Regions from separate parts of the Mus musculus genome. Here all the other regions are linked to region 4. The links are chromatin contacts, called in public promoter capture Hi-C maps. All regions are on one chromosome and are shown on one strand. The core of a region is the stretch at or near the end of the contact, and the rest is flanking DNA. Distances in the headings are between cores, read along the strand shown. Region 1 holds the start of Golga1 (golgi autoantigen, golgin subfamily a, 1). Region 2 holds the start of Psmb7 (proteasome (prosome, macropain) subunit, beta type 7). Region 3 holds the start of Rpl35 (ribosomal protein L35). Region 4 holds the start of Mrrf (mitochondrial ribosome recycling factor).

The links. Capture Hi-C pulls out chosen DNA fragments and counts their contacts.
Region 1: a promoter capture Hi-C map of adipose tissue shows a contact between it and region 4, with 4 times the contacts expected there. The contact joins the promoter of Golga1 here to the promoter of Mrrf in region 4. A contact is called at or near these places in 2 of 39 promoter capture datasets (the 3T3-L1 cell line and embryonic stem cells), 1 of 484 Hi-C or Micro-C datasets (CD8 T cells), 1 of 115 datasets of contacts at active chromatin or transcription factors (astrocytes) and 2 of 9 other capture datasets (adipose tissue and liver).
Region 2: a contact with region 4 is called in a promoter capture Hi-C map of adipose tissue, with 4 times the contacts expected there. The contact joins the promoter of Psmb7 here to the promoter of Mrrf in region 4. A contact is called at or near these places in 1 of 39 promoter capture datasets (pre-B cells), 2 of 484 Hi-C or Micro-C datasets (CD4 T cells and regulatory T cells) and 2 of 9 other capture datasets (adipose tissue and liver).
Region 3: a contact with region 4 is called in a promoter capture Hi-C map of adipose tissue, with 2.3 times the contacts expected there. The contact joins the promoter of Rpl35 here to the promoter of Mrrf in region 4. A contact is called at or near these places in 6 of 39 promoter capture datasets (the 3T3-L1 cell line, cranial neural crest, liver and 2 more) and 1 of 9 other capture datasets (adipose tissue).

The regions. Positions count from the first base shown.
Region 1 is chr2:39,064,133-39,066,832 of GRCm38.p6, forward strand. Golga1 (golgi autoantigen, golgin subfamily a, 1) reads right to left here and starts at 1,409. Exons shown (of 23, transcript NM_029793.2): 1 at 1,249-1,409; 2 at 543-591. It overlaps Scai (suppressor of cancer cell invasion), which reads right to left. Exons shown (of 18, transcript NM_178778.3): 18 at 2,082-2,700.
Region 2 is chr2:38,642,592-38,645,291 of GRCm38.p6, forward strand. It overlaps Psmb7 (proteasome (prosome, macropain) subunit, beta type 7), which reads right to left and starts at 1,315. Exons shown (of 8, transcript NM_011187.1): 1 at 1,250-1,315; 2 at 767-860. The coding sequence starts at 1,311.
Region 3 is chr2:39,003,775-39,006,474 of GRCm38.p6, forward strand. Rpl35 (ribosomal protein L35) reads right to left here and starts at 1,357. Exons shown (of 4, transcript NM_025592.3): 1 at 1,310-1,357; 2 at 958-1,094; 3 at 333-414. The coding sequence starts at 1,312.
Region 4 is chr2:36,135,138-36,137,837 of GRCm38.p6, forward strand. Mrrf (mitochondrial ribosome recycling factor) reads left to right here and starts at 1,261. Exons shown (of 7, transcript NM_026422.2): 1 at 1,261-1,562. It overlaps Rbm18 (RNA binding motif protein 18), which reads right to left and starts at 1,567. Exons shown (of 6, transcript NM_026434.4): 1 at 1,345-1,567.

The DNA.
Region 1 (2,700 bases), core at 159-2,658, 2.9 Mb after region 4:
AGATTCAAAATTTCTTTCCTTCAATGGTATATAAAACATTACTGGGCCAGGTATGGTGGTGCAGAGGCAAAAGGATCTCTGTGAGTTCAAGGCAAGTCTAGTCTACACAGCCCCAGGTCAGCCAGGGAAGGCTGCATAGTGAGATCTTGTCTCAAAAACAAAACAGGCCGGGTGGTGGTGGCTCACGACTTTAATCCCAGCCCTTGGGAGGCAGAGGCAGGCGGATTTCTGAGTTCGAGGCCAGCCTGGTTTACAGAGAGAGTTCGAAGACAGCAGCCAGGGCTACACAGAGAAACCCTGTCTCGAAAAACCAAAACAACAACAACAACAACAACAACAACAACAAAAAACCAAACAAAAACCAAAACAAAACAAAATAAAGCAAACTCCTACTGTTCTGTTTCAACCTTATCTTTTCACGTCTGTGCAGGATACACTCTGTTGTAAGATGACAGATGACGCCTTACCACTTCAGGTTAGCCATTAAGCCTATGAAATCCTTCAAAACTTTACCCCCAATATCTGTAAACCACTGTACTCACCTGTCTTATCTACTATATTTAAAAGAGTATGGAGGTCAAAGTCACTGCCCTGTGTAAAAACAAAGATAAAATAGGTTGGATATTTCAAGTGCCGGATGAAAACGTTCAGCGGGAGAGGGACAAAAGAAGGGGGGGGGGGCAGGGCTGAATAAGTGGGCAAATACACCTGGCCACTATTGTACTACTGTCAGTGAGACGCTCCTCAGTCCCAGTGGGCAGCCTAAGAATTTCCACCTTTAAGCAGAAAGAATTTCTTCTAGCACTGGTGCCAACACTCATGTCTCCCTAGGAGTTCTGAGCAAAACATCTCGAATTAGTTGCCGGCTTCCCAGTGACAATATTTAGTTTTCAGCCGATTCTCACAGCTGGTCAGGCTTGTGGTCTGGTCCCTGAGCCCTTACTCGCACTAAGTTGCTAGAACGACAGCAAAGTTCTGACAGATGGTTACGGTTCAGAGGTGCAGGTCACCGCGTTTTGGATCCCACTCCCTCTGGCTCGCTCTGGAGGCGCAGCCCTACTAGGGCTGTCAACCAAGGGAGGGGCTCAACCTCTGTTTGACAGTAGGGAGACTGCGCCCCTGAAAAGAGTGGCGGCTTGGCTTAGGTCGCGCAGGGCAGCTCCAGACCCCCAGGCCAAGGGGGCAGCCTTCGCCCCGAGTCCCCTGGCACCGTCCCCAGCCCTGGGTTGGGGTCCATTGTGTCCCCACCTCGCGGTAGAGCGCCGGAGGCCATGGGAGAGAGGGAGGCCTACTTGCGTCCAGGGACTCCAGTAGTGCACTTGCTGTGTGGGAGCAGCCACGCCTCCGCGGACTCTCGAGGGCGCTTGGCCCCCACCTCAGGCCGACGAGCCGAGCACCGACCCGGAACCGCACGTTTGCCGCGCGCCGGAAGTGGCAGCGCGTCGGCTTGGTTCTCAGCGCGCGCATGCGCCCGTGTGCGATTCAGCGGCGCGCAAGCGGGGGTGCTTGTGCCGTTGGGCTGAAACGGCTACCGGGCGCGGGCACCTCTACCTGTGTTGGCCGGCCACTGACACGTCAGCGAGAGGCACCGCAATCTGGCCGCCCTGGATCGGCACCTTCCCTTCTGAAGAGGGAGGAGCCCCGTGGCGTGCGGTACCCCAGGGCCAGCTTTGGGGCTACAGGAAAGTCTATGCTCAAAAAAACGACACCGGGCACCTCTCAATCCGAGTTGCTGTCGATCATGTTTCATACAACTGAAAGAAGTTTCTAGAACCTTTTATCCTAGTTCTGCCCAAGTAAGATTTTCGTATTTCTCAAGTTTCAAGCTACGCATTGTACATTATAGCAACTTCAGTCCTGCCCTAGAAGCAACCCCAGCCTGTTTTGTTGATTCCATCTATTCCAGTTTCCTCTTGTCCCAGTTGTAGCAACCAGTTAGGGAGAAAACAAATACTTTATAAACAGTAATCTCAATCTACAAAATAGTTATACGCGTTAATCTGTAACTCAAGACAGCTAAAGCGCCTAAGATTTACCCCAAACAAGGAAACAACTGTCAATACTAAAGAAATACACAAAACTTTAAGCAAATAATGTTTATTTTTATATTGATGATACACTTAATATATACGTGATTCAAGATACAAAATTCATTTACAAGAGTTCACACTAGATGAATGTATACACATTCCTAGAGAATATTTATCAATGCAAAATTCTTTATTACACTGACCACAAAAAACAAAAAAAACCCCACAGATATTCTGTAATCTTGTTATTTAACAAACATCAAAACAACGTTTTATTTTCCATCCTAGTATTTATGTGCCCTCAAAGTGACAGGCACTGTGTAACAGTTAAGAATATTGGAACGCCTATGGAATCTGCTCTGTAGAATCACAGTGTTTACTCTGAAATTCATGTAGTGAAGAAGTGAAAGGCTCTAATTGTTTATGACAAATCACATACACAAGAGTTAAGTGATCAACTCAAGAAAATAAATGTTCAAGAACTTGACAATTCCTAAGGTCTATAAAATGTTTACTGTAACAGACAAAACCAGAAAATGACTGTTGGAAAAGAACAAAAGCAAATTAAAATCCTTAAGAGAATGTATGGTTTAAGCAATTTAGAAACACCACAGACAAGACTTTTACAAATGTTCAAGTCAAATGATACAATAGAATTTTCCCCTTAGTC
Region 2 (2,700 bases), core at 65-2,564, 2.5 Mb after region 4:
GGTCAGCAAGTACAATACACTAGTCGGGCAAGCCTGGAAAACTGAATTCCATTGTAAGAAGCCACATGAAGCTCAGAATGGACTCCACCAAGTTGTTCTCTGACCTCTACACTTGTCCCATAGCATATGTACAAGCACATACACAGAGAAAATTTAGGAAACAGTCACCTCTATTAGTTTTTGAAATGTGACTCTCTTCACCCCACTAACAACATTAATCGCTAGCCTTTATTATCTTTACAGTTTATTTCAGGATTTATCTCCATTTGATGGATAGAGATTTAACTCTGTAAAAAAAAAAAAAAAAGGCTGAGGGCAGAGTGGCTCTCCCAACGTTGTGGAGGCAGAAGCAGGTAAATTTCTAGTTTAAAGCAGCCTGATCTACAACAATCGGGGCTATATAATGAGACCCTGTCTCAAAGGGGGGGGGGGGGGGGGGGACTAAACTGCCCAAGTAGTTCACTAGAAACAGTATGGAAGCATTAAACATCTAAACAAACCAATTAATCCCAAATTCTGTGCTTTCCCATTGTAGCATCCTGCTTCCTAGAGTACCTTAGGAAAAGCCAAATTGCCCTCATGTGTAAAACTTCAAAATGAGTAAATACAAACTATTTAACATGTAAAACCTCTTGATCAAGGCATTCCCTAATAAAAGCCGATTCTCATGATGCACTCTGACAGTTCTAGCTGGAAGCTTGAGTCCAAGTGGTCTAACTACGGTTAATAGGTCAGTTACCGCTACGGTCGGCCTGTCTAGGCTTACCTTATACACCACCCCCGCGATGGTAGTGCCAGTTTTCCGAGCTTTCGGGAGCTTGAACCCCTTTTTTGCGAAATCCGCTTCCAAGACAGCATTCCTAAGGGAAGGCACAGAAATCAAGTGTTAGAGGACAAGACCACTGGCGAGAAGAGTGGGTGCTTAGGAAGGAACTCAATTTTCTTCCACCCCAGTGTGATCACTGGATTCTCCCATTATTAGCACCATCGGCGAGGAATTACAGATCGGGGCGGTGACCCAATCCCTCCAAAGCCACAGGAAAGTCCAAATCCTTACACACTGGCAAGGGGAGAGGGCCGCGCCGGCCTCAGAAGCAGCCCGCGCTGGGGCCCGATTCCCTGAGTCACACGGCCGCGGGCACCATCCCCACGCTCGCCTCACGCCCCCGACCCCGGCCGCAGCCCAGTTCCGATCCGGCGTACAGAGTTCCCACTCGGGTCCCGATCGCGCCCCCGGGCATGAACACACCTGCGACAATTATCAAAAGAAAAGCCTCCGACCGGTGGCTGAAACACCGACACAGCCGCCATCTTGCCAAGAAAGTGTTTCCGGGCCGAGGGCGGAGCGACAAAAAAAGAACTTAGCACTTCCGGCGCCGCGAGAGACCGGGACGAGAGGGCGGGGCAAACTTCGAACTGGCGCTCTTGGACATAGAGTTCTTGAGTTCTCACTTCCTAGAGAGGCTTGGGTCTTTGAAGTAGTTTTGCCTCAAGTCCTGGGAAGGGGAAACTGACGATCAGCCGAAGGGATGGAATTTGTTAAATCAGATAATAAAATTCCCCCAATAACCAAATCTCCTGACGCTCAGACCAGATCTGTTTCTGCGGTTAAACTAGAATCCGGCGTGTATCAGGGACATCCACACACCCCAGGTCCAGGCAAAGCCGCTGAGCAAATCCCTTTCAACTCCCTTATTTCCTACTGTTAGTGTGTAACGGAGCTTTCACCTTCCTCAGAAAGGCAAACAGACACATGGAAAGACGTTTCGTGCCCTGAGTCACGAGGACAAGGCAACCCCAAGCCCCCAGTGAGACACTGCTTTGGACCCACTACAATGACTGGAGTTGGACAGAGAAAAACTCTCTGTGACAGGTGGGAATATAAAACGGTCATCTGCTCCGGAAAACGAACTGGATCTTAAACCAAAATTATCACTGTCATACCTACCCAGAAGAACTGGAAAGCTAAGTTCACAGATGCTTCTAGGCAAATGAGCATAGCAACCAGGTACCTAACAGGCAAATCGGGAAACAACACAAATGCCCATTGACGGATGAATGAGTAAACAAAATGTGGAATATCAGCACAGTGAAACAGTATTAGGCCGTAAAAGGGAAGGGAATGTGATACCTACTAAATCAGGGGTGACCCTGGAAAACAATTTGCTAAATATAAAGAGACTAGGCATGGAGAAGAAGAACCACATTGTATAATTACATTCACATGTGATATACTATACATTCATGTGGTAATCATGTTCACATGCCTGTGGGTACATGTGGGTGTATGGTTAATGTTGGGAGTCCTCCACCACTCTCCACTTTACTCTTTCAGTCATCTTCCCTCTGGGCCATCTCCCCAGCCTTAGAGAGTTCCATTTGTATGAAGTATCTCAAAATAGGCAAATCTGCAGAAGCATAAAGTGAATCAGTAGTTGTTAAGGCTGAAGGAGAGGCACTGGATTGTTTATGGGCACAGAATTCATAATGTTACCCAGCACTATGAGTGCAGTGTTATGTAATTTTAAGAAAATCTTCTACTGATGGAAATGTGAGGCTTGCTGCGGAAGTCAGGAAAATATTTTTAAACTTATTTAGGCAATAAGTGACACCCTCCATGACTGTGAAATGAATTCATTTACAAATATTTATTAAGCACCTACTATGTCCTATTATGATTGTAGCTGAAGACAGACGGAT
Region 3 (2,700 bases), core at 107-2,606, 2.9 Mb after region 4:
AACAGCTAGCTTTGCCTCAGGCTAGGGTTCCAGTTCCATCTTCTAACAAAGCAATCTAACCCAACAACTACCACACAGCTGAGTTCAAAGCTAGTGTCCAGTCCACCCTCACATCCGACTTTTTTTTTGGGTTTGGTTTTCTGAGTGCTGAGATTAAAGGCTTGCGCCACCCTGACCAGCCACATCTGACCCTTTGACACCAAGAACTCCTGTCAGTTCGGGAAGCTGGTAACTGGGCAAACTCAGCCACATAATGGGAGCTTACTGAGGCCCAGTCCTCCAGTCCCTTGTACCCTATACCCTTTCCACAACAGTTCCTGGCCAGTGCTCACCTTGTAGAATTTCCTGAGGTTTTCTTTTTGAGTCTGGTTAATAACAGTGAGGACTCGGGCGATAGACTTGCGAACGACTCGTCTATAAAAATAGATGGCAGTGAAGATCAGGTAGGCACATTAACCCCTCCAACACAAGGCCCTCATTTCTGCCACCCAGGAGGGAAATCTAGAGATAAGGACAGGTTTGTCAACAGATAGACGTGGACACTTAATGCAGATTTGGCCCAAGAACTTATCCCAAAGGCCAGAGACTGAGACCATGCCTTCAAGTTACCTAGTTCAGTGTAAGGAATCACAAATTGGAGAAAAGAGAACAGGTGTGAAGAGAGGACATTGAAGCCAGGCAGAGGCCACGAACAGCTGATTTTAGTCATGGTGATAAGAGATCAACTCGTGACTGGAACACATGGGCTCAGCGTCTCTTTTCAAGTTTCCCTCCCTTGTCGTCACCACTTGCTTCCAGCCGTACTACAACCCATGTGAGGCGGCACCACCATGGCCCTTCAAGGAATGCCCTATTCTCTCACCACAGTAGTTGGCCAAGGACAGTCGAGGGGAAATGGCTCAAGGGGCCAAGGCAGGGAAGGGGAAGCACCCAGCTGGGACCTCAAGGCCCACTTACATCTTGGAGAGCTTGGACGCGGCGCCGCCTGTCACTTTGGCGACCCGAAGCTGGGACAATTCCACCTTCAGATCGTCCAGTTGTTTCAACAGCTCCTCCTTCTTCTTGCCGCGCAGGTCCCGAGCCTTAATCTTGGCCTGCAATGAGGAGCGACTCTATGGGTCACGGAGCTCCCGCTTCGTCCCCGGCCGACCCAGGAGGGACGGTGCGCCAGAGGCCGCGGCGTAAGCGAGGGCGGGCAGCCTGAGCCGGCCCCCGCTGCTCTCTGAGTTCCCCCCGTCCGCCCCGCGCCCCGCGCCACTGTCCCCACGTGTCCCCGGCGACCGATGGCACCCGATTCCCGCAGCCTCACCATTTCGGCGTTGTTCACGGCTGAAGCAGCCTGGTTCGAGAGAAAGAGGAAAGGGCGGGGCCGACTTCCTCAACTACTGCCGGGTGGCGCCGGGCACGGCCAATAGCGTCGCGGTTTGGGAGGCCCGCTCCGCCCCTGCGCAGCCGCGGCCGTGGTGCCCTCCGCTTCCCGGAAGTCCTGCCTTCCTAAGGTTGGCTGGTCTCTAAGCGACCCAGCTGGGGAAACTGAGTCTCGCGATGAGCAACACCGGGCTGGCTGGAGGCAGCGCAGAGAAGGCTGCAGTTCTTCTGTTCCCTCGGTTTTATTCGGAAGCTTGAAGTTCTCTGGTCTGTGCGGGGCTGAGCTAGCCGCGGGTGGTGTCAGGGTGCGGAGGGCATGAGGTGTGAGGGTTTTCTTTAAAAGTTTGAGACAAGGTCTTATTCTAAATCGCTTCCTAATGCTGACAGTACAAGTGCCACAATGCCTCGCAAGTGTATGTGAGAGAGCCAGCGAGCATGGAGGTTGGAGAACAACCTGTGGGAGTTCTCTTCTTCCACTGTTCGGCGCTCGAACGTCGAACGCAAGTGGTCAGGTTCGACCTAACCATCTCGCTATCCTTTTTTTCTTCTTTTCTTTTTTAAATACAAGGCCTCCATATCTATCTATCTATCTATCTATCTATCTATCTATCTATCTATCTATCTATCTATCTATCTATCTATCTACCTACCTACCTACCTATCTCCTGGACTTGTTTTGTACCCAAGTTTGGTATCCAAAGTGCGCCACCACCTGGCAAGGGTAACAATAAAGTCATCCAGCAAGAATTTGCGGAGATGGTATGTAGTAGTACAAATCTCATCCCCAGACTTTTGTGGGATTTCTGATTATTGCTTTAGGTCTGGGCACGGTGTCACAGCGCCCAGGCAGTGGAAAAGGAGGATCCGGAGTTCAAGCCTTCTTTATTACACCAAGATATATTAATGAAACCGTCTCCAGAGAGATTCCAAATCGTGCTGGTAGCTTAGTTCCGTGGTAGTGTTTCCCTGGCATGCACAAAGCTGTGTGCATTCCCGGCACTGATACAAGAATAAATAAAAGCTCCGAAACAGAGTCTTGCTTTATTGCTAGTACCAGTTTATATCTTGGCAAGTCCCTTCGCGTCTCCGGTTAGTGTATCTTTGAGGATTAGAGGAACTAAACTGAAAACCTGCAAAGCTCCCAGCCAAGACCTGATATGTAAAGATTGGGGAAATTATAACATGGTTAAAGTGCACATGACCCTTTGCCTACAGTCCCAGACAGACCGCTAGCATCTAGATCAGAACAAAGCAGACGATGTTGGGTTTGTGTGATGAGTTGACCAAACTGACCAATTGGAGCCCTTTCTTTGCCAAGCTCCATTCAGCAGC
Region 4 (2,700 bases), core at 11-2,510:
ATACACACAGAGTTAATAAACCTAAAAGATCTGTAAAGATAAATCCTGCTTTCCTAATTAGTTAAGGTTGCTGAGAAGAAAAAAAAGAGTTTATAGATGAAAAATGAAATTTTAATAAATATACAATATGATAAAGGAAAGGTAAAGGGACAGAGACGATAGCTGCCTATACCAGACTTCAGACCTCCCTCCTAGGAAAAAAAAACAAAAAAAACAAAAACCCAAACCCCCAAACCAAAACATGTATCTTCTGTATCTAGAAGTGCCTCAAGCTCTGCCTTGTACGAAATACTCTCCATTCTCGGATATTTTTGAAAAAGAGAACTAAATTTAAAAACGGCAAAATATTGAAGTAATTGACAGATACTGAGACAGGCACTATCATTTAACGACTCTTCAGTTTAGTTCCCTTATGAGGAGAGTACCTCATTAAAGTCTGTAGCTCTGCCAAATTCTACCCCTAATGCCTTCAGAACCATGCTGAGAACTCACCCAACACTGAGAAAGCTGTGTGACTGGGGGTTGCACTACTTCAGACTGAGAATGCTGGATTTGAATGCTAGAACTTCTGATGTTCTCACGTCTAAAAACAACTGTAACACCAAAAAGATACTTAAACATGCCAAAGAGGCCATGTATAAATAGGAAGAGTACAGGACATGGGGCTAGAGAGACTCGACTCAAAATCAACTTTTCCAACTACTGTGCCTTTAGTAACAGTCCCTCCCTTAGGTATCTTCCTCAGGATCTCTGCTCCTGTGTGTGAACACAATGAGTAGTTTACTTTTTGCCTATGTTTCTAAAATAATAAAAGCTCCTATGGCATAGGGCCTTGATCATGGTTCTCTATGCCCAGCATATTGTACACTGCCTGGCTCAGAGTTGGCACTATTTTCAATTCTCTTCTTTCCTGAGATGGAGACAAATTCCTGCATCACGTGGTCATTTTAAATAAGAATATACATGTGACAGCTCAGCTCATGAAATTTTGAGAAACAAACAGTAAAGTCTAATAAGTTAGTATGTGACTATCAAGTCTTTTGGGGGTTGCAAAGGCGACAACTCCTTTGAGTAACATGTTCACAAATGCCAATCTACTCCTCCCGGCTGAGCGGTATCTACTCTAAAAGTCAGGAGGGGACTGGGGTCGCTTATTCTTACACGTTAACCACGGGGTCAGGCCAACAACCACGGCACCCCGATTCCTGGCAGCGAAGTCACTAATGGGATTGTTATTTCCGGCCAGAGACAGGACAATCCGGGGCGGGGCCTAGAAGCCTGCGGGTGAGGATGGTTTTCGCCAAGGCCCCGCGGCCAGGATGGCACTGAGCTTCGGGTACTCACCTGCTAGCCTCAGAGCTGTGCCCTCAGCTCATGCCCCGAAAGCAGCTTCCGACGCTGGGGTCCGAGCGAAGGACCTGAGGTTACCTCTGCCGAAACACCGCTCGCCGCCTGGCCGCCCGTGACGCACTACGCCTGCGCCGCCGCGCTGGCCCGTGACGTCATGACGCCCGCACCTCCGCTGTCCCGCGTGTGTTTCTCTATAGTCCCGGCCGTAGCTGGTGAGTGGCCTTGAGTGTGTGTGGGGGTCGGCTCTCAAGGAGTGGGCGGGATTCGAGCTCTGGTGACACTTTTCTAGGCTCTCGGAGGGACCTCGTAGGGCTAGGATACTATCCGTGACTGGTTCAGCAGAGTTCGGCTGGACCTTAAGGCCGGGGGCGGGACTTCTATGCTCACAAGGGTGGGGCGGGGCCATTGTCACTCAGCCGACATTTAGAGCCTTGCCTGGGAACTTGGTAAATAGTTCCTGATGCTTAAGACGTCACCTGACAGGAATAATGCCTTTTCCAAACAACCCTACACGCGGAGGTGTAATTATTCCCGGTGGTGATGAAGAAACAAAAACTCAAGCGCTGTCTTTACCAAGGTCGCGCGTCTCCCAAGTGATGAAGTTTGAATTCCACCCAGGCCTGAGTCGAATGCCTGGGGCTTTTAAAATCATCATTCTGCTGACCAGTGGGCAAACAGTTGTCATTTCGATGGTGCTTCATCATTCCCGTGACTCTGGCACATTTTACAGATTAAGATCACATACTTAGGAAGCACTAGAAGCAGGACAGTTGCCTAGGCCATCTCAAAGTTTGGTGCTTTTTTTTTTTTTTTTCCTTCTCATTCCTGTGTTTTTATTAACTCACACACAACTACTTGTCTTCTGGATTGTTGAAGCAGTAAGGCAGGCAACACTCACCACAGTAATGTCTGTCAAGGTAACTAGCCATGAACACTCTAGCCCCATGTTGATCAGGAGGACATTTTCATCCACTTTATAGTATTTCAGCACAGCCAACTTAACCTTCTTATTCTTATTCTTCTTGGCAGTGCTATAACCCTTTATCCTTTTCTCAGGACCACCATGAAGTCTCAGCACACCTTTTGAATGTTACAGTCAAAGTATGGCCATCTTTCAGCTGCTTGCCAGCAAAGATCAGCCTCTGCTGAGAGAAGGAATTCCTTCCTTATCCTGGATCTTGGCCTTAACATTTTCTATAGTGTCCGAGGATTCAACCTTTACTGAGACCTTCCATAAGGGTCTTCGTCTCTTCCTCTTGTAAGGTCTGCATGCTCGGGGTGGTTTCACCACAGATGGTGGATCGGATCCACAGTGCTTTCTCTTTTGACCACATTCCATTGAAATTCCCA